Regions from separate parts of the Mus musculus genome. Here region 2 is linked to region 1. A link is a contact called in public HiChIP or PLAC-seq data. All regions are on one chromosome and are shown on one strand. Each heading gives the region's core, a stretch centred on a gene start, on an enhancer-like site or on the middle of the called end of the contact. The rest is flanking DNA. Distances are from core to core; before and after follow the strand shown. Region 1 has its middle 220 kb from the start of Gm20125. Region 2 holds the start of Abracl (ABRA C-terminal like).

Region 1 (2,624 bases), core at 67-2,566:
ACTTCACAGGAGAGCTCATTACTGGGTGGCATCCACATGTCCCGTTGTATTTTACTTGATTATATCTATTTCCAGTAGCTTTCTTGGTTTTTAAATGAAAGGTAATATCAAGTCTTTATTGATATATTCAGCCTGTCGTAATATATAGCACAAAGGTAGCCATGTGAAAAGATGACCTTATGTTGATTTGATGATAAACAGAAAACAAATATTTATCCAAAGTAGCTTTAAAATGACATAGCTGTTATTTGTTTGGGGGACATAAAAAACACTATTATACAAACCACCAGGAAAACGTAAGTAAAAACAGTAGATTAACAACATGCATTTTTTAATTTCATTCTGCTAGGAGTATGGTTTTTATCTCACGGATTCTTCTTTTGCTGATGATTCTATTAAATGCAGCTGAGCTAGATGGATTGTATCACAAAAACTTTATTTTGTCATATTTAGGAGAAAAATGCCAACTGAGACAGTGGTTATAAAAATTCATTGTTCCAGCAGCTGTTTGGTTATAAAATTATTATACTAAAAGCTTATAAATACATGCTGCACACTTCATTGAGAGGCAAAGTGGTGTTTTATGACTTTTTAGCATTTCTTAGGCATGATTTTCAGTAATGAGTTAAAACAACTTTCTTATAAAAAAGAAAATGCTTTCATGAATTTTCTTTAGAATCACAAGGGGAAGACTTGTCTGGGAAGGGAAAGAACATTGGTGGGAATTCCAAGGAGTGGCTTTGAGTACTTTGAGCCTTTCTGTTTGTTTTTTATTTTTGGTTCGGTTTGGTTTTTTTTTTTTTTTTTTTTTTTTTTTTGCTTTCTTGTGACTTTGAGAAGCCATTATTATGAATAGTCATTCTTCGTACATGTGAAAAGATACACTTGCTTTTACTGGCTGCTGCAAAGGATGGTGTTAAAAATCACAGGAAGCCCTGTGATGACCAGTCTTTAGTAAAAGCAATACTGGGACATGTACATAAGCACAGGGCTGATTAGGAACTTTCCATTCCAGATTATAGTCCTAGAGGACAGGCCAGCAAATGTATCCATATATATCACAGGATTATATACTGCCAAGTCATGGCTTGATCAGACATGCCCACATTAAAGTATTCAGTAAAACAAAGCAGAAGTGTATTATATACCACTTTTTTTCTTTTCTTTTTTCATTTATTTCTTTACTCATTCACTCACTTTACCTCCTGATTGCAGCTACTCTCTCTTCTCAGTCCTACTCTTATAAGTCCCATGCCACCCCATGACCAGTCCCCTCAGAGAAGGGGAAATCCCCCTTGGGTACCACTCCATTCTGGCACATCCAGTCTCAGCATGACTAAGCACATTCCTCTCCCAGTGGGCCCAAGCAGGCAGTTTCCCTGGGGAAGGTGATCCAATGGCAGGCAACAGAGTCAAAGACAGCTCCACATGAAAACCAACTTGTAGATCTGATACAAATTTGTAGAGGGCCTAGGGCCAGCCCCTTTATGCTCTTTGGTTGGTGGTTCAGTCTCTGTGAGTCCCCATGGTTAGGTGACTCTGTAGGACTCCTTGTGGTATCCTTGACCACTCCAGTTTGCTCAGTTCCATCCCCCACTCTTCCATAAGATGCCCTCAGCTCCACCTGATATTTGGCCTGTCTTATAAAATTTTAAAAAAAAGAAAAGAAGATTAATAAGAAAGGGATTCATTCATTCAAGTATGATACTGTTTTGCTAGTTTAATTTTAAGCTCGACTCTGTCCATCTAAAAGAATGTACTAATTTCACCAGTCTATAGAATGCTGAGTGTGGGTCACATTGTTCTGCCAAGTCAATCAGAAGGATCAGAAGGTAAAGTTCTTGATCTGGCATCCTAGTTAGTTCTGGTGCTGATAATAGGATGTAGGAAAGAAAGCCTTGATGAAGTGAACTGAGTGGGGAGAAAGCACAGTATCAGCCTAGCCCCACAGCAGGGCTTCTGAATATGAGAAGTGGGAGTAGAGACCAGGGATGCCAGGCATTCCTCTTCATGTCTAATAATGTTAAGATTACATTTGAAGGCTAAAGGGTGCCAACTCTGCTTGTAGAATCTGGTAAACATGTAGTCAACTCAAAAAGAAATTAATGTAACTAAGTAGTTTACTCAGGGATTTGATTTTTAATAAACTATTGAATGGTTTTTAAATTTTTTTATTGATTTATAGAGATTTAGAAAAATACTATAGAGGCTTCTCATGCAACCTTAATCCAGTTTTCTCCCAAGGAGTTTGGTCTCACATAAATATAGTACAATGCACAGTGCAACAAGCTAGCATCTTACTAAGCACATGTGCTTCTGTGTCATTTTATCCCATGTGCAGTTCTGTGCAAGAACTACTTCAATCATGAAAAGCAGGTATTTCACAACTACAAAAATATCTTTCATGCCATATTTTCATAGTTATTTTATTCCCTCTTTTCCCTCCAAGTAGCCTCAATAGTTGGCAACCTTTGATCTCTGTTCCATTTCTAGAACTCTGTCTTTCTTATTTTGTTAGATTAATTAAATATATAGTATGTAACCTTTTTGATTGGGTTGTTCAGTCAATTAATTGGATTTTGTCCTCAGCATAATGTCCTGAGATCTATGTGAACGTTGAACCG
Region 2 (2,624 bases), core at 32-2,531, 1.1 Mb before region 1:
AGGACAGCTAACCACTCAGGTTCACATTCACATGGCAAACCTTGATCCTGTAGGGCAACTAGGCCACTGCTTGGGGAGAGCATGGACCCTGCACAGCTTAGGGGACCTGGCTACTCTCACATCCCCTGAAAACAGGTCTTTCTGACTATTACATTTTTAGCTTCTCACAGATTGTCCTTGGACTTCCCCAAGGCCTCCACCAGTCTCCACCCACCTTCCCAATCTCTCCTCTCTCTTCTCTCCTCTCTCTCTCTCTCTCTCTCTCTCTCTCTCTCCCTTCTCCCTCTTCTGCCCCCTCCCCTCCCCTTCTCCCACCCTGCCCCTCTCCCTCCTTAGCCCCTCCCCCGCTCCACCTCTCTCCATTCTCTACCCCCCCCCCCCTTCCTGGTTTCTGCACAAAGTCAACTTTCTTGCTCAATGAAAGTCCATTTTGGGCCTCTGTCTGACCTGGCCTTTTCCAGCCTCACCCAGATGGCTCATTCTCTACCTGTACCACCTTCAATTTCCAAGGGAGATTTGATTGGTCCAAATGATCAGTTTCACCATTGTTGTGGAGTGGCTGCTGTTTGATGAGGTTGACAAAGACTAGGCCACATTTGTGAGTGTGTGTGGGGGCTGCGGGGGGTGGGGGGGCTGAAACTCACTAGGTTGACCCGGAGTTCACAGAGATCTTCCTGCCTCCACGGAGGACGTCACCAATGACTTGGACACTTGGACACTCGTAATTAATTGGGGGTGGGAAGAGAAATTTCCCTCATGATTACATTTACAATTCCTATACAATAATTTAAGTTGAGTTTCTTTTTCAAAACTCTGGGTAGGGCAAGTACATACGATGGAAATAAAAAGAATTTGAATGATTTGAATGGTCAATGAAATGTAGGAAACAATGAAGCGAAACAAATGTATTCCGTCTCAAGATCTAGAATCAAAATCGGTAGACCTGGCCTTGAAGAATGAAGGTGTTTGCAAATTGAGTCTTTTTTACTTTATTATTATTATTATTTGTCTTGAGCCTAATGCTCTGCATACAGAACCCACGTGAGGCTCTGTTTTCCTAGGAGATCTCAGAATTTAGCACGCTGGGGGAGCTTTTTCTCTTGTTGGGTAAGATACTCTGTCAGGAAATGAAGATGCATTAGGCTGTGGGTCCTGACGAGTAGGACGAGAGAGGTGATGGTACTTTGTGTGTGCATTCCTAGAAACCTGCCTCCAGCTTTGGCGTTGGCGCGGGTTTCCTCCTCCTAGGCGTGTCCCGGGAGAATGGGCGGCCCCTTTCCAGACAGCACTTAGTCTTACTTGCCCCCTACGCCTCTCCTTGTCCCCTCCCTCCTCCACTGCAGCCTTTCTCTTAGCCCGGGCCACTTCCTTCTTCTGCCTGTTCCTCCCCAGGGCGCGGAAGCCGAGTACAGGGTTCAGACCCACGCAGCAGCAGCTCTTCCGTGAAGAAGGAAGCAATCGGAGAGGTGAGCTAGTCCTGGAAGGCGCTGGGGGAAAGCTGGACCCGACGTCTGGGAAGTCTGAGCCCCGGGTGGAGGGTAAGGACCTCGGGGTGCCGCGGTACAGCTAGAGGGGCCTTGGACACGCGCCCTTTGTACCCCACTGGCGGGAACCCCACTCGGCCAGCACACTTCCGCACTGGGCTCACGTGACGTTTTGCCGGCCGGGGGCGGACCAGGAGAGGGGCAGCCCCAATCGATGTTTGCAGCGGTGCAACGTGTGGGTTTTGCATTTGGCGTCAGCTTGGTTGGGTGGGGGGCTGGGGGTGAGGTTACGGGGTGCGGAAAGACTGGGGGGGGGGATCCCGGGGCAATGAAGTGGTGTCATGACATTGCTCTCTGCACTGCGGAGGGCAGGTGAGGAAGGGAAAGTAGGACTCGTGGGGCTCCCGGGCTGTGCCTTCGGGTGCGCTGACGGTGGGGGACCGAGGGAGGGTGAGTTGCGAAGACAAAGGGACGAAGCGCTTGTGGTCCCGGGCTCTGCAGCCCTATGCAGTTCAGGAGTGAGGGAGTGGTACACACAGACCTCAGGATTTGGGGATCCATATTTGGCAAGACCTCAAACTTGTAGGAGGAATGACCAAATATGGAGTCAGCTGGAACCAGCGAATAGGGACGAAGGTGAGCCTTTGACCCGCGCCAGCTGTTAGTGATAGAAGGGAGGCTGGAAGACCGCCTAGCTCGCGTGTAAAGTTGGCTGTCGGTTCCCGAGCAGGCGACTCTAGAAGGCTTTATTTCCTTGGCCTATTGCCTCTAGAGTTTTAAAACATAACTAGAGAAGGCTCCTGACATTCCTTTCCAAATGTGTATCGATGAAGCTTTCTAGCATGTGCCAAGCCCCTCTCCTTGTGAGACCCACTCAGACAGCCTAATTAGAATCTGAGACAGTTAGACAGGCCCGGCTGACATCTGCCGCTGCCCGTCTTCTGGCCCAGCCTCTCGCAGACAGGCTCATTTTCTTAGGTTTGCTTTGCTATGACCTCTCATTGTTCTTGATCTCTCAACGAAGAGAGGTTTCTCTCCGGCTTTTAGACTGCCCTGGGTCTATTGTATAATGTGAATATTTTCTTCTCTTTTCCCCTCCCATATTAAGTGACTAAAACCTATTGAGTTGGGTTTGCAGTA

The links. HiChIP or PLAC-seq counts read pairs in DNA pulled down with a chosen protein or histone mark.
Region 2: a contact with region 1 is called in an H3K27ac HiChIP or PLAC-seq map of embryonic stem cells, with 3 times the contacts expected there. The contact joins the promoter of Abracl here to the enhancer-like site in region 1. A contact is called at or near these places in 2 of 39 promoter capture datasets (hippocampal neurons and liver), 2 of 115 datasets of contacts at active chromatin or transcription factors (embryonic stem cells and large pre-B cells) and 1 of 9 other capture datasets (liver).

What each region holds. Positions count from the first base shown.
Region 1 is chr10:16,877,128-16,879,751 of GRCm38.p6, reverse strand. No RefSeq gene overlaps it. Among named protein-coding and RNA genes, the nearest start is that of Gm20125, 220 kb to the left of the region's middle. Within about 2 kb of position 1,316, at least 40 of the 459 cell types and tissues checked have an H3K27ac peak or open chromatin away from gene starts, as enhancers often do. A contact at or near this core is called in embryonic stem cells, where this site is marked.
Region 2 is chr10:18,021,909-18,024,532 of GRCm38.p6, reverse strand. Abracl (ABRA C-terminal like) reads left to right here and starts at 1,281. Exons shown (of 3, transcript NM_028440.1): 1 at 1,281-1,466.